Regions from separate parts of the Rattus norvegicus genome. Here region 1 is linked to region 2. The links are chromatin contacts, called in public Hi-C maps. All regions are on one chromosome and are shown on one strand. The core of a region is the stretch at or near the end of the contact, and the rest is flanking DNA. Distances in the headings are between cores, read along the strand shown.

Evidence for each region. A called contact is a pair of places that touch in the nucleus more often than the background predicts.
Region 1: a contact with region 2 is called in a Hi-C map of Schwann cells, with 5 times the contacts expected there. The contact joins two enhancer-like sites. A contact is called at or near these places in 4 of 12 Hi-C or Micro-C datasets (the Rat2 cell line, Schwann cells, frontal cortex and 1 more).

Annotation. Positions count from the first base shown.
Region 1 is chr7:67,520,050-67,523,657 of GRCr8, reverse strand. It overlaps Matn2 (matrilin 2), which reads right to left. Exons shown (of 19, transcript NM_001427155.1): 13 at 3,441-3,563; 14 at 936-1,349. Among named protein-coding and RNA genes, the nearest start is that of Rpl30, 15 kb to the left of the region's middle. Within about 2 kb of position 2,012, at least 3 of the 93 cell types and tissues checked have an H3K27ac peak or open chromatin away from gene starts, as enhancers often do. A contact at or near this core is called in Schwann cells, where this site is marked.
Region 2 is chr7:67,388,237-67,391,850 of GRCr8, reverse strand. The region is part of intron 1 of Matn2 (matrilin 2); the gene reads right to left. Among named protein-coding and RNA genes, the nearest start is that of Matn2, 9.9 kb to the right of the region's middle. Within about 2 kb of position 1,855, at least 11 of the 93 cell types and tissues checked have an H3K27ac peak or open chromatin away from gene starts, as enhancers often do. A contact at or near this core is called in Schwann cells, where this site is marked.

The DNA.
Region 1 (3,608 bases), core at 763-3,262, 130 kb before region 2:
GCAGAATACACAAAGTCAGGAAAACCCCAGAGGACGGTCTGAGTGTCATGGAGCAATAGGAACTTGGACCCATCCAGCTCTGTTCCTTTCAAAAGCTAGGCTTCTGCCAACACAGGTCTTCTCTATTCAAAGACTTCATGGCTTCAGAGTATTCACTTAAAGGCTTGACCAAAAATCTATTCATGTGTTGGCTCATGCTTGTAGTCCAAGTACTAGGGAGGCTGAGGCAATGAGTTTGAAGCCATTCATTCTGTGCTACAGTGTGTTTCAGGCCAGCCCAAGCTAGAAAGAGAATCTTTCCTTTTTGTTTCTCTCTCTGTGTTCCTCCCTCCCTCCCTGGGTAACTCCCCTCTTCTTTCTTCCTCCTCCTACATTTTTTTAAAGTGTCTTGGGTAGGCGGGGATGATGGTTCAGTGGTTAGGAGCAATGGCTGCTCTTCCAGAAGAATTGGGTTCAATTCCCACACCCACATGGCAGATCACAGCTGTCCCTAACTCCAGTTCTAGGGGATCTGATACCCTCATATAGACACACATGTAGGCAAAACACCAATGCACATGAAAATAAAAATAAAAAATTTTAAAAGTGTACTTGTGTCAGTAAAGTTGCCACCAGAAATCTATCTTTTAAAAAAATTTCTTCAGGTGACTATGGAGGAAACATGCCAGGGTGTTGTAATTAAATAACACTTGCTGAGGTGATTGTCTCTACTGAAGGTCACGTACTAGGGGGTAAATCCTATTACCCAGGCTGTGAGGAACATTTATTTAGTATCTCCAGGGTCCCATTATGGCCTGTAGGTGGCAGTATTGCCAAGGTGTATTTTGGCTTAACCAGCAATTACTGGTTGCTCAAACACTGACTCCTAAGACCAGCTGTGAATTGAAGAGACACAAACTTTGAGTAATATAAGCCACAACTCCATCCCATTTTACCATTGGCCTTGGCTTTCCTGGCCCACTCGGAGACATCATCCTGAGCCCGTCCGTCCGTGAACACAATGGCTGCTCTGGGCACCCGTGTGGAGAGGGGCCTGGCTCCTTCTACTTGGGTAAAACTTCTCTCATACATGTGTTTCAGGGCCAGCCCAGTCATAGAGCCTTTGCCCATGTATTTCATGTGGGCCACAGCTTTTTTCATGTCCTTGGCTGAGCTGAAGCCCTTCAGGGTAAACTCTGTGCGGACCTGTGTGGAATACTGCAGCAGCCCCACGCGAGCAGCTTTGGGGGAAACTGCCAAGGAATCTATGATCCCAGTGACAAAATGCTTCACAATCTCAAAATTCTCTTCTCCAAGGCTCTTGGATCCATCAATCACAAAGACTAGGTCAATTGGGCCTTCAGTGCATCCTATAGGAAGGAAAGGAAAGTAACAAGGTTAAAAAGTTAGAGATCCAGTGTATACAAAGTATAAAAAATCGTGCTTCAGCAGGAGGCATAGGTGAATTTAGAGAGCCATTTTTTGTTTTTCACCTAGCACACAGGACAGCATCTGAGTCTTTTCTGATTTCCTTTCTATGATGAATCAATGGGCTGAGTAATGAGGACAAGCATTTCATGAGGAAAGAGAACCCTGGGGCTGAAGAGTTAGCTCAGTGGTTAAGAACAGTATTCTCACATATCACAAATACAAGTTTTTCCAGTTATCCTTTTATGTTTGAGTTACCAATTATGAACAGCAGTAACTCCCCTAAGTAAGCTACACGGTACACACATATTGAAAAGGAAATCACACCGATTACTGGCAGCAAGTCCTTTTCTGTGCACAGATTACAGTAAAGGATTAGACCAGTGGTTCTCAGCCTTCCTAGTGATGTGACCCTTCCTCAGGTTGTGATAACCCCCAACCATAAAGTTATTTTCATAATTGTAATTTTGCTACTGCTATGAATTGTAAGGCTTTACCAACCCCCTCAGGAGTCATGACTCACAAGTTGAGAACCACTGGGTTAGGCTAGAGCACGGCAGTTCCTTGTGCTGTGTTGTGGGATGCTGAGATACACGAGTGCTAATGTTTTGGCAGTAGAAGACATGCTTAGTTTCTCCTCAGCCATTACCTCTTCCAAGAAGCTCACACAGTAACTCAGCTATGTCAGCTACTTTCTGAATACCCTAACACCTTAATTTATTCAGTCAGAATCAATGTACTGAGTATCTGCTTTGTGGACACAGCAGGACTATGGTAATGACTAACACAAAATGTCTAAAACCACTTTGCGTAAACCTAATGTGCCCTGTGCTGTATCCATGCAGTGGGATAATTATTTAACAACGTGTCTTTCTCTCCTAGCCTGAATTCTCCTGCAGTAGATACTAAGGGTCTTTTATTTTTGGGCTTATAATGTTTGGCACACAATAGGTGTGCTATATATTATTGCTGACAGAATAAAAGAACCTGGCGGTCTTTATTTGGTAGCACATGAATAAGTGCTCTACTGAACTATTAAGGCTTAAAAAATGTAACTTTGAAAAAAGCTTTAGGGGTTGGGGATTTAGCTCAGTGGTAGAGCACTTGCCTAGCAATCGCAAGGCCCTGGGTTCGGTCCCCAGCTCCGAAGGAAAAAAAAAAGCTTTATGGGAAACTTAGATGGTTAACAGTAAAAAGAAATACTTTATATAAATATATAGGCAATTTCGCTGCTAAGAGACTTTGTATGTAGGGTTGCATAAGAGAATTGTACCAATTCCAAATAGATTATCTCATTTCAAACAGTGTACAGTATGTTATTATAATATTCTTTTTTATATAGATCAAGCAACTGTCTAATCTTTCAAAGCGAAGTACAATAATAAAGCAAGTAAAAACATACATATGCAAAAATACTTCTAGGTTTGGCCAGCAGAAAATGCTAATGTGAGTGCTCCCGTGTGTGTGTGTGTGTGTGTGTGTGTGTGTGTGTGTGTGTGTGTGTGTGTAGGGGGAGTAGTTGGGGGCTGAGTTCTCTCTTTTTTTTAAATTTTACTTTGTTTTATCTGTATGAGTGTTCTGCCTGCATGTATACATCTCAGATCTTCTGTGAGCTACCATATGGATGTTGAGTCCTTTGAAAGAACAGATACTGTTCTTAACCACTGAGCTAACTCTTCAGCCCTGAGGGTTCTCTTTCCTCATGAAATGCTTGTCCTCATTACCCAGTCTATTGATTCATCATAGAAAGGAGATCAGAAAAGACTCAGATGCCATGCATGTGGCTCTCCAGCAGATGTCAGGGGTACTGGAGTGATGTACAAGCCACTCCTCTGTCTGTACCCTTTGCTTACAGAACAGAACCAGCTATTGCATTTGCTATCTACTAAATCAAAGGCTGTTGTTATTGCTGTCTGTGTATACATCCATGTATATGGAAGAAGGAGGGCTAAGGGGTCTATTGCCTGGAAATGCTACAAAAAGCCATTGCACCAAAAACAAATGGAAGCAGTGAACTGGTCCCAGTCACTTACTCTTGCAGTGCCTTCCGTCCTCAGCGAGGACAAAGCCCTCTGAGCACCTGCACAGATAGGAATTCCCATTGTTCACACAGATGTGCTCACAGCCATGCTGGATGGACTTGCAGACATCCTTCCCTGGGGAAAATGTGGGGAGATGAACAACCCATTATTGTAGAAAGA
Region 2 (3,614 bases), core at 606-3,105:
ATGCCCGCCATGTTGAAAGGATGAAAGAACATTGGAACCCTCACGATTTGTTGATAAGCATGCAAACTAGCATGTCATTTTGGAGCATAGTTGCCAGCTTCTTATAAAGTTATACCTAAATAACACGGCACAAGGTAACTCAGTGTCTCTATTCACCCATGCTTTTAGCCCAAAAGGCCACACCCTGGGAAACCCTTCAACCTCACGAAAATCAAAAGCATTTTCTTCTCCGAGTCCTGACCCTACAGGGAAGACCAGAGCATCCGTCCACATGATAACTCTTTCTCAGATGTTTACAGTGGCTGTTCTTTCCAATGCTGAATATGGAAACAGCCCAGTGGCTGTCAGCTGCTGAGTGGAAAACAGATTAGAGTGTCCATACACTGGACCCCTACTGGACAACTAGTAGTGCTCCGCTTGCTGAACCCCAGAACCACACCAAATGAAAGCAACAGACACAAAAAGACTACTCTCTGCATTCTCTGACTAGAGGAAATTTAATAAAGGGCAACGTTACATAGCAAGAGCAGGAAGCAAATCAGTGGGCTTGTGGGTAAGAAAAGGGAGACAGCCCTGGGGAAGCCAAAGAGAAAAGCTGGGGCTATAGAAATGTTTACATTATGGCTATGATGGAGCGATGCATTTGTTGAAATTTACCAAATCATACCTTGTAGAATTAGTGAAGTCCACTGTAAGTTAAATTTCAAAAAAGCTATTTAAAATAAAGGAATGGCATCGAAGAAGAGTGGAAGGAAGGGTTGGAATATTGTGGAGCACTGTCTTCTGGGCATGGCCTGGCTGTAGCATGGCTGAGCTCTTGGCAGCTCTGGTTACCTAGACCTGCCCAAGACTGGGTGGGCCTGTTAACATCTCCCCACGCACAGAAGACAAGCTCCCAGGCCCTGTCCCTCCCTGGGGATCTCTAGGTAGCTAATGGTTGCTAAGAAAGAGAGAGAGAGAGAGAGAGAGAGAGAGAGAGAGAGAGAGAGAGAGAGAGAGAGATTGATTTTCTTCAGTAGTGTAGCCATTGTAAGTTGCCCGTTCCTGTAACCAACCTTAAAACAAACACACACACACACACACACACACACACACACACACACACACACACACAGAAAGATAGAGAGAGAGAGGCACACACACACAGAGACAGACAGACAGACAGACAGACAGACAGTGAGACAGACAGTGAGACAGATCAGGAGATAAAGTACTTTCTTCTCAAGGCTGGAGATCTAGTTAGAAAGAACTGACTACAAGGCTGCTCTCCACCTCCACGTGACCCCCATTAAAGCTTGAGGACATAAAAGTAGATGTGCTGGGAAGAGGAAGGGGATGAGTGGGAGAAGGGAGGGACCAAGAAAGGGTAATGGGGGCAAATATAGTCTAAATGCATTGGGCATGTGACTGAAAGGATGCTAGTGAACATATTCACTAGCATATGCGAATTAACATAGGAAAGATACTATATAAATACCTAATAATGGCGATGTTATGTTATATAATTATTATAGTCAGACAATATGGAGTTTTCACATAATGATAAGTTGATGCATGTCCTCTCAAGTCCATGGTGCTTTCTCGGTTTGGCACTTAGAGCTCTTGGAATCTGAAGAATACGTAACATCCTTGAGAGGAAAATGAACTGGCTGTTAAGGACAGTCCTTTCAACTCTAGAGCAAAAGAGGAGAACTTTTGTGTGAGAAACAGTGAAGCAACAGGGGGCACGGAGAGAATGTTTTGAAGTGATACCAGCACTTTGACTTCTGTTGTAGCCATTTGTCTCCTTTCCCTGAGACAATGAGTTCTTTGTATAGCTTTGCCAAGGGAGTGGGACAGAGAAAGGAGGCTGCTCTCGCAGCCTTCTAAGCACCACTGTCTGACTCACCAGGCAAGGGTCCCTCCACAGCCAAGAACAATGAGCTGTGGGTCTTGAGAGATCTGGCTGTGATATCCGTGCACCTCACTTGTGTGTCCTAACTCTCTGGTCTTCAGTTAGCCATCAGTAAGTGAAAGTGAAGCCATCATGAAAGTGGTGTCTCTGTCTGAACAAGAACACGGGCCCAGTGCACCCTGCCCTCCTAGAAAAGTGTACAGCCAGCATTTAGCCCCGTGCACACAAGAAAAGGAAGTGGCAGGCTGGGAAGAGGCTCTGGGGGCGAACACACTTGCTATCCAAACAGCAGTCTGAGTTCTATCCCCAAAACCCATGTGGCTGGTAGCAGGAAGTTGGAACAACCAACTTCCACAGGTTGTTCTCTGACCTCCAGATGTGTGTTTATGGACATACATACACACAAATTCATACAATAAAAATGTAAATGTAAGTAAGAAAAAAGTAGGAAGAGCAGTAACATTGGCCTAGTGCATGGAACCAAGTATTTTGCAGACTGTCATCTCATTTGATCTCCGCCAAAGCAGGTAAGATCTTATCTTTTTTTTTTTTTTTTTTTTGGTTCTTTTTTTCGGAGCTGGGGACCGAACCCAGGGCCTTGCGCTTCCTAGGCAAGCGCTCTACCACTGAGCTAAATTCCCAGCCCCAAGATCTTATCTTTGAGGAGAGTGTGCTAAAGTTTATAGATAGAGAGCTTCCAAGGTCTCAGAGCTACTTAACTGGTAAAACCATAAAGACTACCCCCATGCCACCTCTCAGGCAGTCAGAGAGAGGCAGAGGGACATCACTGTGTCCCTCACAGACTTCTGTCAGCATATATAATACATGACTCTAAGCAGTCACAGATAAACAGAGAATAAATCTCAGAGGCGGCCCCTCCTATCTCTCTTCCTCCCACTATCAGAACTGCCATCTCCTGCGTGGCCAGCAGACGGGAAACCAACGTATGCTGAAACATAAGGGCACCCATAGGCAGCTCAAAATTTTACACCCTGGTTATTACCGGATTGACCTGACATGACTGACTGTGACTTCCAACCAGAAGTGAAGATTTGCTGACATATCAGCTTGTCCAGGCAGGGACCCATCCATCTTCTCTTCCTCAAGTCCTTTTGTGGTCAAGGTTACCCCTTGGCTTAGCTGTCTACACCTAGACCAGTAACTGCAAACCAGTTTCCATCTGCCCTGTATCCTGATGGTATTCAGGAATGCAAAAACTTCACTTTCTTCTCTCGGCCTCCTTCCTGCCTTGAGGCTGTTTTCCGTGGCTGCAGCCAATTTTACAGCCTAGGCCTTTCGCACCCAGACTCTCTGAGGCACTGCTAAAAGGTCCATTCCTTCATCTGTTTAAGGTCTGCCAATGGCCTCACTGAACAAATGTTATCCTCAAGCCCCTCCATGACTGACCACTGGCCATCTCTCCCCCATATGGATGTCCCTGCATTTACCCTTCCGAGTGGAGCCTGAAGCACCCAGATGGTTTTGCAATGGGTGGCCTTCCTCTGCTGGGTCCACAGTCTTCAGTGCTTACTCTCTGTATTAATCAGGATGATATTCGCCCTCCGTGTTTGACTCATAGGTCACTCACGCAGTAAGATGTCCTCAGGTTTTCACAAGGATTGACTTCCACACATCACAGATGGGCTTGTTGTCTGTGTCCGCGTACTTCATTTATTTTTCTTGCCACCTCAAATCTCTTCTTGTCTAGGCTACTCTTCCA